Linked DNA regions of Mus musculus: all the other regions are linked to region 1. A link is a contact called in public promoter capture Hi-C data. All regions are on one chromosome and are shown on one strand. Each heading gives the region's core, a stretch centred on a gene start, on an enhancer-like site or on the middle of the called end of the contact. The rest is flanking DNA. Distances are from core to core; before and after follow the strand shown.

Region 1 (2,761 bases), core at 201-2,700:
TTTTCTGGCACATAAGCTATATACACAAGAAGCAATTACACAAGAGACACAGTCTCAGGAAGACCCGAGGTAGCTGCTTGCCTAACATGTTAAAGACCCTGGACTACACGGGTGGGATAGAAGTTGTGGGAGACGCCTACACTTAGAACTCATACACTTTTTTCATCACAGGAAAAATACTGGCATGAATTACTTGATTTTTTTCCGTTCACAAAGCTAAATTGTTTTTATTTATTTATTTATTTAAACCACCCACAAGCTGTAAAATGTAGAGCACAAGATGTAGTACAAACATCGAAGATCAAACCCTGCTAGGACCTGCAAAGCTTCTAGTCCGTAGCTGGGGTTGGGTAGTCAACACCTGTAAGATTAGCACTTAAGAGGCAGAGGCAAGATGATCGCCATGGGTCTCAGGCCAGCCACTGTCTCAAAAACTAGCCAAACAAATAGACTGTGCCTTCCAGTTTGCTTTCCAGTCTATCACAGAGTTACCAGGAGACTATAGCAACAAATCCTCCATATAACCAAATCCAACGCCGTGTTTCCAGGAGTGAGGCATTTGAACACACCCAGACACAAGTAACAGACCTATGACACTCAGGAGGCAGAAGTTGGTGAATCACAGCCTGTAACCACTGCTAAGTCCAAAGTCAACTAATTCACACCATGGGTTTCAGGCCAGCCAGGGCTACAAATGGGGGCTGTCCCCCCACCGCTCCCCCCCCCCCCCAACCAATAAAAACCTAGAAGAAAACAACCAAGCCCTTCACACTGGTCTTCACAGGGGTCTTAAGTGGTCTCTGGTTTCAATTGCTTTTTTCCTGTTCCTGGTGCCTGAGGACTTTTACCTATGCTATCAAAATGACTGATGAGCAACCAGGCTTTCCTTGACTGAAAAATCAAGTTAGTATTTTTAATCTCCATGTGTTCGATAGCCAGTATTACACCCATAAACACAAGCCTTATTACACTAGGTGTGGCGAAAGCTGATGGGTTCCTTCCAGTGTTTATAAACAAATACGCCTTTAATAAAGATAAACCAATTGTTTAAAAGAGCCTAAAGTGATTTGCAAGTGCCCAGAAGCGGGGTCAGTTTAGACAGAGATCCCAGGACACACACCCTGGAGACCCACCAACCTTTCCCTACCAAAACACCCACCCTCCCGAAGCTGCTCCGCTTCAGCCGCACGAGCAGTCTCCGACGCGCATGCGCGCACCGAACTCAGCGACTGGGGCGCACAGCCTACGGGCTGAGTGATGCGCCCACATTTGGCCGTCGCCCCGCAGCGGGCGAGCGCCGACCGGCGGCTTAGGGGGCGGGGGGGGGGGGGGCAAGAGGCTCCACCCGCTCCTCTCTCCACCGCGGCCGACCCGTACAGCTCCCTTCACCCACCTCCCAGCGGCGTGCGTCGCTTCTCCGCTCCTTGCGAGGCCTGGGAAGTGGGCGGGGCGTGGGCGGGGCGTGCCCCTAGCTGTGGGCAGAGGAAACTGTTGAGGTCTGGCCCTAGGCGCTGTTCTCTGAGTAGCTGAGCCCCAAAGAGCTGTTTTAAAGCTGTTTTGCCACCTTGCGGTAGGATATTGCTAACGTTTTGAACCGGTGCCCCCAGTAATTTGAGTTATTGCTCCAGATTAGGCAGACAGACAACAAACATAAATTCCACAGGGACACTGCTAGCATTTACTGTATGACTTTGGAAAAAGTGAAAAACAAAATAATGCACCACCCCAAAATAATGCATCTCATTCTGAAATGTGTATTTCTTCCCGGAAATAGCAGAAAGTTATTAAGATTCTAGTTGTACCAGGACGTGGTAGGATGTCTGTAATCCCTGCATTCGGAAAGCTGAGGCAGGAGATCCAGAATTGGACGCCAACCTAGTTTACAGAGCAAGTTCCTGGTAGGCAAGTCAGGACTGTCTCAAGTGTTAACATTTAGGGGTGCAGAATAAAGGAACAAAAGGCAGGAATGAGACCAAAATCTGGCCTCAACTGACGAGACTGTTCACCCCACCCTCCCCTTCTCCCCTTCCCTACTGATCCCAGATGGAACTAATGTTTGTAGAAGAAATTCAAATCACAGGACAGCAGACCCAGACACCCCCAAGATGTTAGGCAGAGGGTCCAATGGCCAACCAGGCTACAGTCAAATGTACAGCAGGGAAGCAGGGAACTAGACCCTGAGGGGGCGGGAGGCAGGGTAGAAAGGGACACTGGAAACCTACAAGTCAATTGCTGGAATAGGTGGTTTATCAGGCAGTGTAAGTCATTAAGTAGCATTGAGAGAGGAGAGGAGAGGAATCTATCAGGGTTCCTCAGCTGCAGCACTGTCCACATTTGGGACTCTTGATTCTTTGCTGGGGCTGTTGTGTCTCGGGGCTCTCTCTGTCCACCAACTGATGCCGGTACTCACTATGCTGTCTCCCCATCTGTTTTATTTTTGGAGATAGTTTTCATTACGAAGGCTAGACCAGCCTGGAAAGCACAGGTCTGCCACCTCTGCTGGGATTACGTGTGTGAACCACTAGCTTGACAACCAAAAATGACTTGGTTTTGGAAATCCCTGGAGGGAAGGACAGACCCAGGTTCAATTCCCAGCTCCCTGTGGCAGCTTACAACTGTCAGTTTCTCCAAGGGGCCTCACACCTTCTTCTGGCTTCTGAGGGTACTGCACTCATGTGGTGCATAGATATACATGCACATAAAAATAAATAAATCTCAATGGGTGGGAATTAAACAAAAGAAAGAAGATACCGGGGGAAAA
Region 2 (3,021 bases), core at 386-2,885, 640 kb after region 1:
AGGCTGTGAATCATGGTGGAGAGGCTGGTGGGAGAGGAACGCTGGTTCAGTCTGCGAGCCTCTGGATTCAGCTAGTTTTCAACCCTACAAACAAAAGAGACTGGACTCATTTTCACTGAATTAAAACAACCTTATTTTCCAGAGGTTCGAGGATCAGGCCCAAGTCCTCTTCCCATTGGTGCATTCAACTTTTTGATACTGCCAACACGACACTGTCATCCACAAAAACACCCTCAGGAAGCATACAAGTCACAAAACGAGATGGGAAAGCAAATGTCCCCATGACTTAAGGAAGTTTACCGTTTTGTGTTGGGCAACGTTCCTAGCTGTCCTGGGCCACATGTGGCCTGCAGGCCACCGGCCAGACATACCTGCTACTATTACATGAGCCCTAAGGATTCTTCCCTTGAATTCCCAATAATAACTAGCAGCCAATTTGTTTGTCTGTTGTAGATTTTCAGTTCTCTGTTATTATTGCCCGAGTTAGATCCACTTAAAACACTAGTTTCAGGCTTGTGAGATGGCTCAGCAGGTGAGGCTTGCTAACGATCCAAACAATGGGATTCAATTTCATTGGGACTCATAACATGAGAGAAGAGAAGTGACAACCTGTTGTTCACATGGGTGCACATAAATATACTTAATTTTCTTTTAAATCCGACTTTGCCAGGCACTTGGGAGCTAAGACAGGAGGATCACAAGTTTGAGACTAGCCTGGGTTACATAACATGATCCTGTCTCAAAAAAACAAACAAAACAAAACAAAACAAAAAAAATCTAGATGAAATAAACAAAGATGTTAGGCACTATTTAAATGGGTAGTGGGCATTTGAAAAGAGGCCGATAGTACTGACATATACTGTAAGATTAGAGACTGGACAGCTTCGGTTGGGAAAAAAGACTCAATTTTAAATATCTTACCACTTATTTAATACTGGTAATATGTTTGGGTCAAATGAAATATATTAAAATTTAACTTATCGTTAGCTTACCACGATTCCTATTCGAAACAGCATATGTGATGTGCTTTCTACTTCTCCTGAGCAGAGCCAGCCCCTGGAATCTTTGCCACTGTGATCTTTACTCATTCACTAAGGACCTATTCTCTGAATTATTTGTGCACAAAGCATTCCGCTGGATGCTTAAAAAAAAAATCTCTGGAGACACCCTAGTTTGTCTACAGTGACATCTCCAGGATGAGGCAGCTTTGCTGCACCCAGGGGTGGCCTAGAAGCGAACTGACTTGAGCTAGCACAACTGGTCACATTGCTAAGACCTGTTTTCCTAGTGCCCCAGGAGAGAGTCCAGATCGTCGGCTGCCAAGACAGCCATCGAGAGGTTGCAGCCCAGCAGCCTGCAAGCCTAGGGTATTGGAGGCCCTATGGGCCTTGGGGCTCCAGCCTGAAAACTGTCCAGAAGCAGGGACCCTGGTCCCAGAACTGTGCACCTGCGTTGCCATGGCAACGGCATTTGTAGCCCGGGACTCTTCCCGTACCTCTCTCCCAGGCGACGCCCAACGCAGCCCTTCCCATCCGCGCGCGCCCAGCCCAACCCTACCAGCTTCGACCAGGTCTCAGGCTCCGTTCCGGCTCCGCAGCGCAGTCGCGCTGCGCAGTGCTCCTTGCACGAAGGCTCCGCCCCCTCCTCACCGCTCTCACGTTGATTGGCCAGCCGCTCCCCGGCTGCCGCTCCTGCGCTCTGATTGATCGCCGTTCGCTTGCTAGGCTCTAGCATCCGATTGGTCTTTATTGAAGGTCCGGTAACCTTCAATTGGTGTAGCTCTGAGACTCCAAGCCCCGATTGGAGGATGAAGACAGTCGGTCATCCAGTCACAAAGGGCCTCCGGGGAGCTAGAAAGTGACCGGAAAGGTAAAATGATTCCCGGGATGCTTCTAATTTAATGCATCACAGATAACCAATCATAACTAACCTCCATTACACAGGTGCACTTAAAAAGCGACTGCTTGCCGGGCCTGTGGCGCAGGTCTTTAATCCCAGCACTCAGGAGACAAGCAGAAGTATCTCAGTGAGTTCGAGGCCAACCTTGTTGTCTACACAGGGAGTTCCAAGCCAGCGGGAAAGAACCGGGAAGAATAGAGGAAAGGAGGGGAGGGGAGAAGACAAGAGAGGAAAGGAAGGGAGAAAAGTAGAGACGTAGTGGGGAGGGGGGAGCAAGGCAGAGAAAGAGTGACAGACAGACAGATAAGACTGACTTCTCCTTCCAGACTCTCAGTTCCCAGATCCGATAATGAAGGTGTTGGGGCAGGTCTTTGAAACCACCTTAAATTTAAAGAGATCACAGGTTACTGTGACTCGGGAAAGTGTGAAGCAGAGATCCGATGGAAATTTTATCTTCAGTTAGATTAAAATGAGGCATTCGGTAAGATGAAGTGTGAAGGGGGTTGCAAAAACTGCTGGGCACACTGTAAGATGAAATGACAAACTGCGGTGATGACGGTCGTGCCAATCTAGATGAGTCTCCGAAAGGTCTCTGGCAGTACCTAAAAACAAGAGGCCCTACCTCAAATCAGATGGAAGGTGAGGAGTGATATTCTGACTCCTACAAGTGTTTCCATGCACAAATGCAAACGCGTACCTCATACATGCAAAAACGGGTGTGTGTGTGTGTGTGTGTTTATTTTCCCTTTCGTTTTGTTACTTGAGACAGTTTCGCTGAACAATTCTGGCTGGCCGGGAAGTCTCCAGATCGGGACAGCTTTGAACTGTTTCCCTCTGCCTCCCGCCTCCGGAGTGCTGGGATTAAAGGCTTGTGCTGCCCACCTGGTCGCTACTCACCCGGGGCCGGGCGCGCGCGGGGGAGGGGTGTGAGAAGAAATTTTAAAAATAATTTCAAAGCTTAAAAAAAAAAAAAAGAACGATTTGTGACATTGCCTCATACGTCCCGTTTGAAATTACAGAAGAAATAGTCATCAAATGAGAAGATTTCCGGAGGAAGAAAAGAGATTGGTCCAAAAAAAAAGAAGTTTTCAAATAACATACTTAGTTTCTAAGTAGTTATTT
Region 3 (2,775 bases), core at 77-2,576, 540 kb after region 1:
GCTTAGGGCACAGGCCATGACCCCCAAGTTTGATAGTCACACATCACGTCTGATACTCAAGTATCCTGAGGTTAGTAAGTACTCTTTAGCGGAAACATCACAAGTACTGTGTGCTCCTGAGGCACTGTGATGAACTCATTACCCAAATCGGATAAAATAAGTCTCCCACAGTAAACAGCCGAGCTAGAGAGAGTCCTGCCAAGAATCTCAGCGTACTTACTGCCAGCCCCCTCCCCCAAATTTTTTTTGGAAGAACACAAACTTTTAACATGAGCAACGCACATCAGACACATAAGGACTAAAATAATAGGAATAAAAATTAGATCCAAAAATGAAATCAGTCCACATCACTCAGCATTATATGGCGGCACATGGAAAAGAAAGAAAGAAAGAAAGAAAGAAAGAAAGAAAGAAAGAGAGAAAGAAAGAGAAGAGAAAAACCTTGGGGTTATCAACTACCTAAAATATTTTAAATAAAGTTATTTAAAATGTTTTTTATTGCTCTCATCTTTTTAACACTGCCTGTATTCTACAACATTTATCACAATGTAATGTATTACGTGCTAGTCTAAATATTAGTAGAAATATAATTTCAAAATACTTGGAATGACAGCTTACTCCCTCATGTGTCCTTCTAAGTGGCATGGTTATTAAGGTTTTTTAAAAAGAGTCAGTTTAGCAGCTCACAGATCCCCTTTGCAGTCCTTTTTCTTACGCTCCCATTGGACAACGCCAAGGTTAGGCAGGGATCCACCCATTCACACCGGGCCAGGTCAGAAGAGGCGCCAAGAAAGCTCACCCACCTTCCTGGTGCCAGAGCCCTACCTGATTGTGCCACCGGATGACGTTTCCAAATCCCCCGGTCCCCAGGCGTTCTTTCATTTCCCAGGCTCCACATGTCTGGGTTGGGAGGGACGGTGACCAGCTCATATCGATGCCCTGCTAACTCTAGAAGCAAGCAGGGAGAGAGGACAAGTTGAGAGTAAGAAGAACACTGGAGCTCAAGAAGCAACTGGGAGCAGCAGTGGCTGCTGCCCTGCAAGGGGAGGCTAGGACACCGGTGTAGTTAACAAATAAAAGTTGCGGCGGCCGGGCCCACCGGTGGGTCCGCTCAGCATCGGGCGCGGCGCAGCCACGGACCCCGGGGAGAGGCGGAGCGCACACCCGGGTGAGCCGGTCCACGCGCCGCGAGCCGCCCTCGCGTGGGACTCACCTGCCCCGGGGGCCGCGGGGCCGCCAGCGACACCCGCTGAGGACATGAAAACTCGGGGTCCCCACGCAGCCAGCCCAGCGCCACTTCCTCAAACACTTCCTGCCCTGACGTCACGGGTACTAGACGGCTCTTAAAGGGGACGCGCGAGCCACTGGCTCTCGGAGACGCAGCCACAGCCAGCCAAGGTGCTGGACCTGGCGGCGCAGGACCTGGCGGCTTGGAGAGCTCTTCTTCACCCTGGCACTTTTTAGGCTGAGCTTGATCCGACTGGCTAGGCAGTTAATAAGGGGAGAATCTGCCGAGCCCCGACTAGTGCTGACTTAGAGGCTGTCCTAAGAATTGCCTCCCTGTCCTCCCACCGCTCCTGGTTCAGTATTAAGAATAATCAACCATCCTGATGCTCCTCAGAAAGTAACACACCACCATCCCCCTCAAAGAGGAAGGGAGGAGAGGGAAGAGTACAGAGACAAAACAAAAAACTAGCACTGTCTATCAAAAATGGAGTTTGAGCACTGGGAGCATAAAGAAATTACTAGTTATTAGGTCAAGAGGCTGGGTATTGTCTTCTCCACCAGGACACCCCACACGCCTACCAGCATCCACCCCTGCCTCTAACAAGCCAGGTTCAGCCGCTCACCTCCCATAGCCTAATTCACGATACAATTACCAATGGAAAGGAGAAAAAGAGGTTTATTCAATGTGACTACATTGGGGAAAGACAGCGATCTAATCTCTCTCACCCATACCTCTGCCGATCCAAGTCTAATTTTGGGGTCCTGCCATGAGGTTTGGGTTTAAGTGGAAGGCAAGTGGTATACATAACTAAGTAGTCATGCTCAATATATGTTCTGGTCCACCATCGTTGTCTAGGCTCCAGTTTCTCCTATGATGTGGCGTTTGTCAGACGGTGTGAAATCTCTGCTCCTCTGAAGGTGGCACAGTGGCTCCAGGCTTCTGACATTTACTGGCTTTTTAGATCCGAACCCAGCAGCGGACAGCGACCAGCAAGGCTAACAAAGTCTCCCTGGATTGAAAGCCAAAGATCTTTGTGGGATAACCTGGGGACTCTAAGCGTTTGAACTCAAGAATAGAGCAAATAAAGAACTTCTCACTCTTTTATTATTAAAGCAAGCAAAACATGAGATGATGTTTACAGAGAGCTTAAGCAAATACAAGAACAGCAAGTGAAAAAACACTTGGTATTATGTCTTATCATCCTTGCACCTGTGGGAAAAAGCCAAGAATATTCCTCCCAGGACCCCACCCTTCCCACAGAGAGAACGTGGACATCCCAAGCCATACCCTTCATGTCGCCCCTTTTGAGAGCATCCACTTTTTATGGGGTTTGCAATTATTTCTAGAAGGCCACTTGTGGAAGAACATTCTGCACTCTGCCCCAACCACAGCTCACGGGACAGTCACAGCTTTCTTACACGGGTTCCCACGTGGCCTCAGATGATGTTCCTGGGGGAGATTACAGTTTCTCGGGGTCTGTTATGTCGGCAGTTTAAAAGTCAGAAAGAGGAGCTCAGGAGACTCTTTAGCCTCCATTCCAGTCAGGA
Region 4 (2,831 bases), core at 265-2,764, 690 kb after region 1:
GGTGGAGGAGGGCTACTCAGATCTGAAAGCAGGGAATGAGGTTTGGAGACAGGACATGAGGTGAGGTGTAAACTTATTTCTCAGACGCTTACAAATGCTTATTCACTATAAGCGCTGTTTTGAGCCCTTGGCATCATGTTGGTTAGATGCTGGGATGCCAAATGGCACTGTCGAAGAACATTAACCTGGGAATATACTAAAAGCATTACGACTACACCTGAACTGTAAAGTGAATAAAGCACAAAACCAACAAAGTAATATCAAAGTTATGGCAGCGACTAGCAGGTGTTTTTTTCCTTTTTGGTAAAGCTATGATAAAATGAGGTGGCGGGGGGTTAACAGTCTAGGAAGGGGACATAAACCAAGTGCAAGGGTAGCAGCAATACAAGTCTCAAGCTGTTGAGCTTTAACGTCTTTCCAGGGAAGGGGTATGTGTGTGTGGGACTCAATCTCAAGAGTTTCTAGTGGACCAAAGACAAAGAAACAGGTAGCCAGTAGCGGAGAGGCTTGCCCTAGCCAAGAGTCTCTGCGGTTCAGCCATCAAACTGCACAGGGTAGGAAAAGAAGAGAAAGACCCAGGTTCCACAAGCAACCGTGCCATAATAGCTGTGTGACCTTGTCCAAGTCCTAGAAACCGAGCTCGGTGGGTGGTGTTTCTTATAAACATGTTTCCAAGGTTTAGTGACTTGCGGGCAGGGGGGTCAGTCAAGTGCCCTAGGTGGGCATCTTGTTGGCTGACAAGGAGTGTCCAACTTCGTGCCCTCTCCCCTTTCTAGCCAGACTATTCTTTGAACCACGGGGGGATGAGCAGCTGGAGTGCAGAGTGAGCAGAAAGGCGAAGGCAAAAGAAGGAACTCCTGCCACCCGCGTTCCCCCGCCCAGCCACGGAGCTCCCGAAGCCACTGTGTGTGTGTGTGTGTGTGTGTGTCCCCGACCCTGCAAGGCAGCCGCGGGTGCACGCCCCCGGGCGCTAACAAGGGCCTGGGAACCCGGGCGGACGCCGCGCGCCGGGAGCTCCGAGCTTCCTAGCTCCGAGGTTTCGGCGTCGCGCCGAAGCCGCCCCACCCAAGCGCCCGCCCGCCCGCCCGCCCGCCCGCCCGCCCGCTCCAAGTTTCCCGGGCTGTATAATCCGGGTGCACCTTCCGCCTGTGGCCTCGCCATTCTGCCCGATCGCTGCGCGTGAGAAAGGAGGAGGGGACGCCCCCAGCTGTTGGCCTCCAGCCCGGCCAACTCCCGCTTCCACCCGGGCTTCGGCCTTTTGTACCCGCCCCACGTGACCCGCCCAGCGGCTCCCTCCACCCCGCCCCCCGTGGCCCCGCCCTCCGGCCCTTCCCGGCGACGAGCCGGCTCTTCCAGCTACCGGCCGCCCCCCTCCCGCGCTCCTCCGCTCCCTCCCTCCCGCCCGCCCGCGCAGGCTGTTCCCGCTCCCTCCCCAGGCAGCCGTTCCCTCGCGACGCTCCCCTCCCCCCGCGGCTGTTCCGCCGCTTGGCCTCCCCTCCCCCCAGTCGGAGCTCACTGTCTCCAAGATGGCGGCCGTGTCAGTTTGGGGCATCTCCGCGGTCCGGCCCGGGCCCCCGGGATCCCGGCTGTCTTCCCCCCAGGTAAGGAGCCGAGGGGCCGCCCCCGGTCGCTCCCAGCTGCCGAGCCCGAGGCTAGGCCGCCCCGGAGTCTGCTTCGGCGCCTCGCGGGGACGGCGGGCCGCTTGCAGGCCCCGCCGCGGCCTGCGCCGCCTCCCCGCTGCTCTGCGCCAGGCCTCGGGCTGGGCGCCGCGGCCGCCCCCTCGCGTCCGACTCCGCGGCCCGGCCCGCGCCCGCCCTCCGGGCTCGCGCCGACGGGCCCGCCGCCGCCGCCGCCCTAGCTCCGCCGGCGGCCCACTCCGGGAGCCGGGGCTCCCTGGCGCCGAGCAGCCAGGCCGCGGAGCCTGGGGCTGCTGTGCGGGCTCGCCCGCTCTCCCTCGGGGGCGCGCCCGCCGTCCGTCCGCCCGCCCGCCCGCCGCTCCCGCCGCTCCCGGCGCCGGGCGGGCGCGCACTCCGGGCTGTGCGGAGTGCGCGGAGATCCGAGCGGGGTTGAGCGGTGCAGGGTGACAGCCTGGTGGGTGCAGTGGTCTGGAGCAGGCAGCACGTGTGGTGTTGTGTCTGTCGGACTGTCAGCCCCTAGCCGGGACGGGTGGCGGCGGGCTTGCCTGTCAAGAGCTCCGCGACTTTGGGCCGGACCTGCCCTACCTGTCAGGCTCCGTCACAGCCGGTGTCCCCCTTGCTGCTCTTCTGAGCCGACCCCTTGGAGCGAAGAGCTCGGAGGAGCTGGGGCTAGAGCTTACTATGCTCCTAACTCCACGTGATTTCATTGTTAACTTACTCTCCGGGCTGTGTTTCCATAGAATGGGACCGGCGAAGCGGTCCGCTGGCAAACTGCGGGGCTCTGCCGCTTCAAGTTTTTTTTAAAGTTCCTTGGGCTTTAAATCGAGGGCGCGCGCAGATGTGTTTTGGGTTGGGAGAGAGAGCGGGAAGGGCTTTGCGAGCCCGGCTGGTCTTTCTTTCTAGCTCGCGAGTGTACTTTCTGAGAGTTAGGGTTCAGATCTTCAGAGCGTTGGTTTGTGCAGACTCGCAGATTGGGGAAACTTCCGGCCGGAAAGACAATGTGTGACTGTCATTCATTCTTTTTCACCTGAAAACTCAGCCACATAGGGTGTTCCCACCTTCTTAGGTCTTAGTCCTGGTTACTTTAAAGTTAGTGTCTATATCAGAAACATCCCTTGGGTAATAATTCTGATGTTTGTCCTCGTAAAACCTCCACTAATATGAAGCACCCCTCCTGGGGAGGGGGGTACTTCT

The links. Promoter capture Hi-C pulls out the DNA fragments that hold promoters and counts their contacts. Capture Hi-C pulls out chosen DNA fragments and counts their contacts.
Region 2: a contact with region 1 is called in a promoter capture Hi-C map of pancreatic islet. The contact joins the promoter of Ap3m2 here to the promoter of Nek3 in region 1. A contact is called at or near these places in 1 of 484 Hi-C or Micro-C datasets (CD4 T cells) and 2 of 9 other capture datasets (liver and pancreatic islet).
Region 3: a contact with region 1 is called in a promoter capture Hi-C map of pre-B cells. The contact joins the promoter of Ikbkb here to the promoter of Nek3 in region 1.
Region 4: a promoter capture Hi-C map of pre-B cells shows a contact between it and region 1, with 4 times the contacts expected there. The contact joins the promoter of Kat6a here to the promoter of Nek3 in region 1. A contact is called at or near these places in 3 of 39 promoter capture datasets (embryonic stem cells, liver and pre-B cells), 1 of 484 Hi-C or Micro-C datasets (embryonic stem cells), 1 of 115 datasets of contacts at active chromatin or transcription factors (pancreatic cancer cells) and 2 of 9 other capture datasets (adipose tissue and liver).

What each region holds. Positions count from the first base shown.
Region 1 is chr8:22,164,985-22,167,745 of GRCm38.p6, forward strand. It overlaps Nek3 (NIMA (never in mitosis gene a)-related expressed kinase 3), which reads right to left and starts at 1,451. Exons shown (of 16, transcript NM_011848.4): 1 at 1,394-1,451.
Region 2 is chr8:22,804,019-22,807,039 of GRCm38.p6, forward strand. It overlaps Ap3m2 (adaptor-related protein complex 3, mu 2 subunit), which reads right to left and starts at 1,636. Exons shown (of 9, transcript NM_029505.3): 1 at 1,558-1,636; 2 at 1-84. The coding sequence starts at 14.
Region 3 is chr8:22,705,257-22,708,031 of GRCm38.p6, forward strand. It overlaps Ikbkb (inhibitor of kappaB kinase beta), which reads right to left and starts at 1,327. Exons shown (of 22, transcript NM_001159774.1): 1 at 1,214-1,327; 2 at 826-948. The coding sequence starts at 930.
Region 4 is chr8:22,858,032-22,860,862 of GRCm38.p6, forward strand. It overlaps Kat6a (K(lysine) acetyltransferase 6A), which reads left to right and starts at 1,515. Exons shown (of 18, transcript NM_001081149.2): 1 at 1,515-1,601. Gm46036 (a long non-coding RNA gene) reads right to left here and starts at 2,408. Exons shown (of 3, transcript XR_001778526.2): 1 at 2,223-2,408.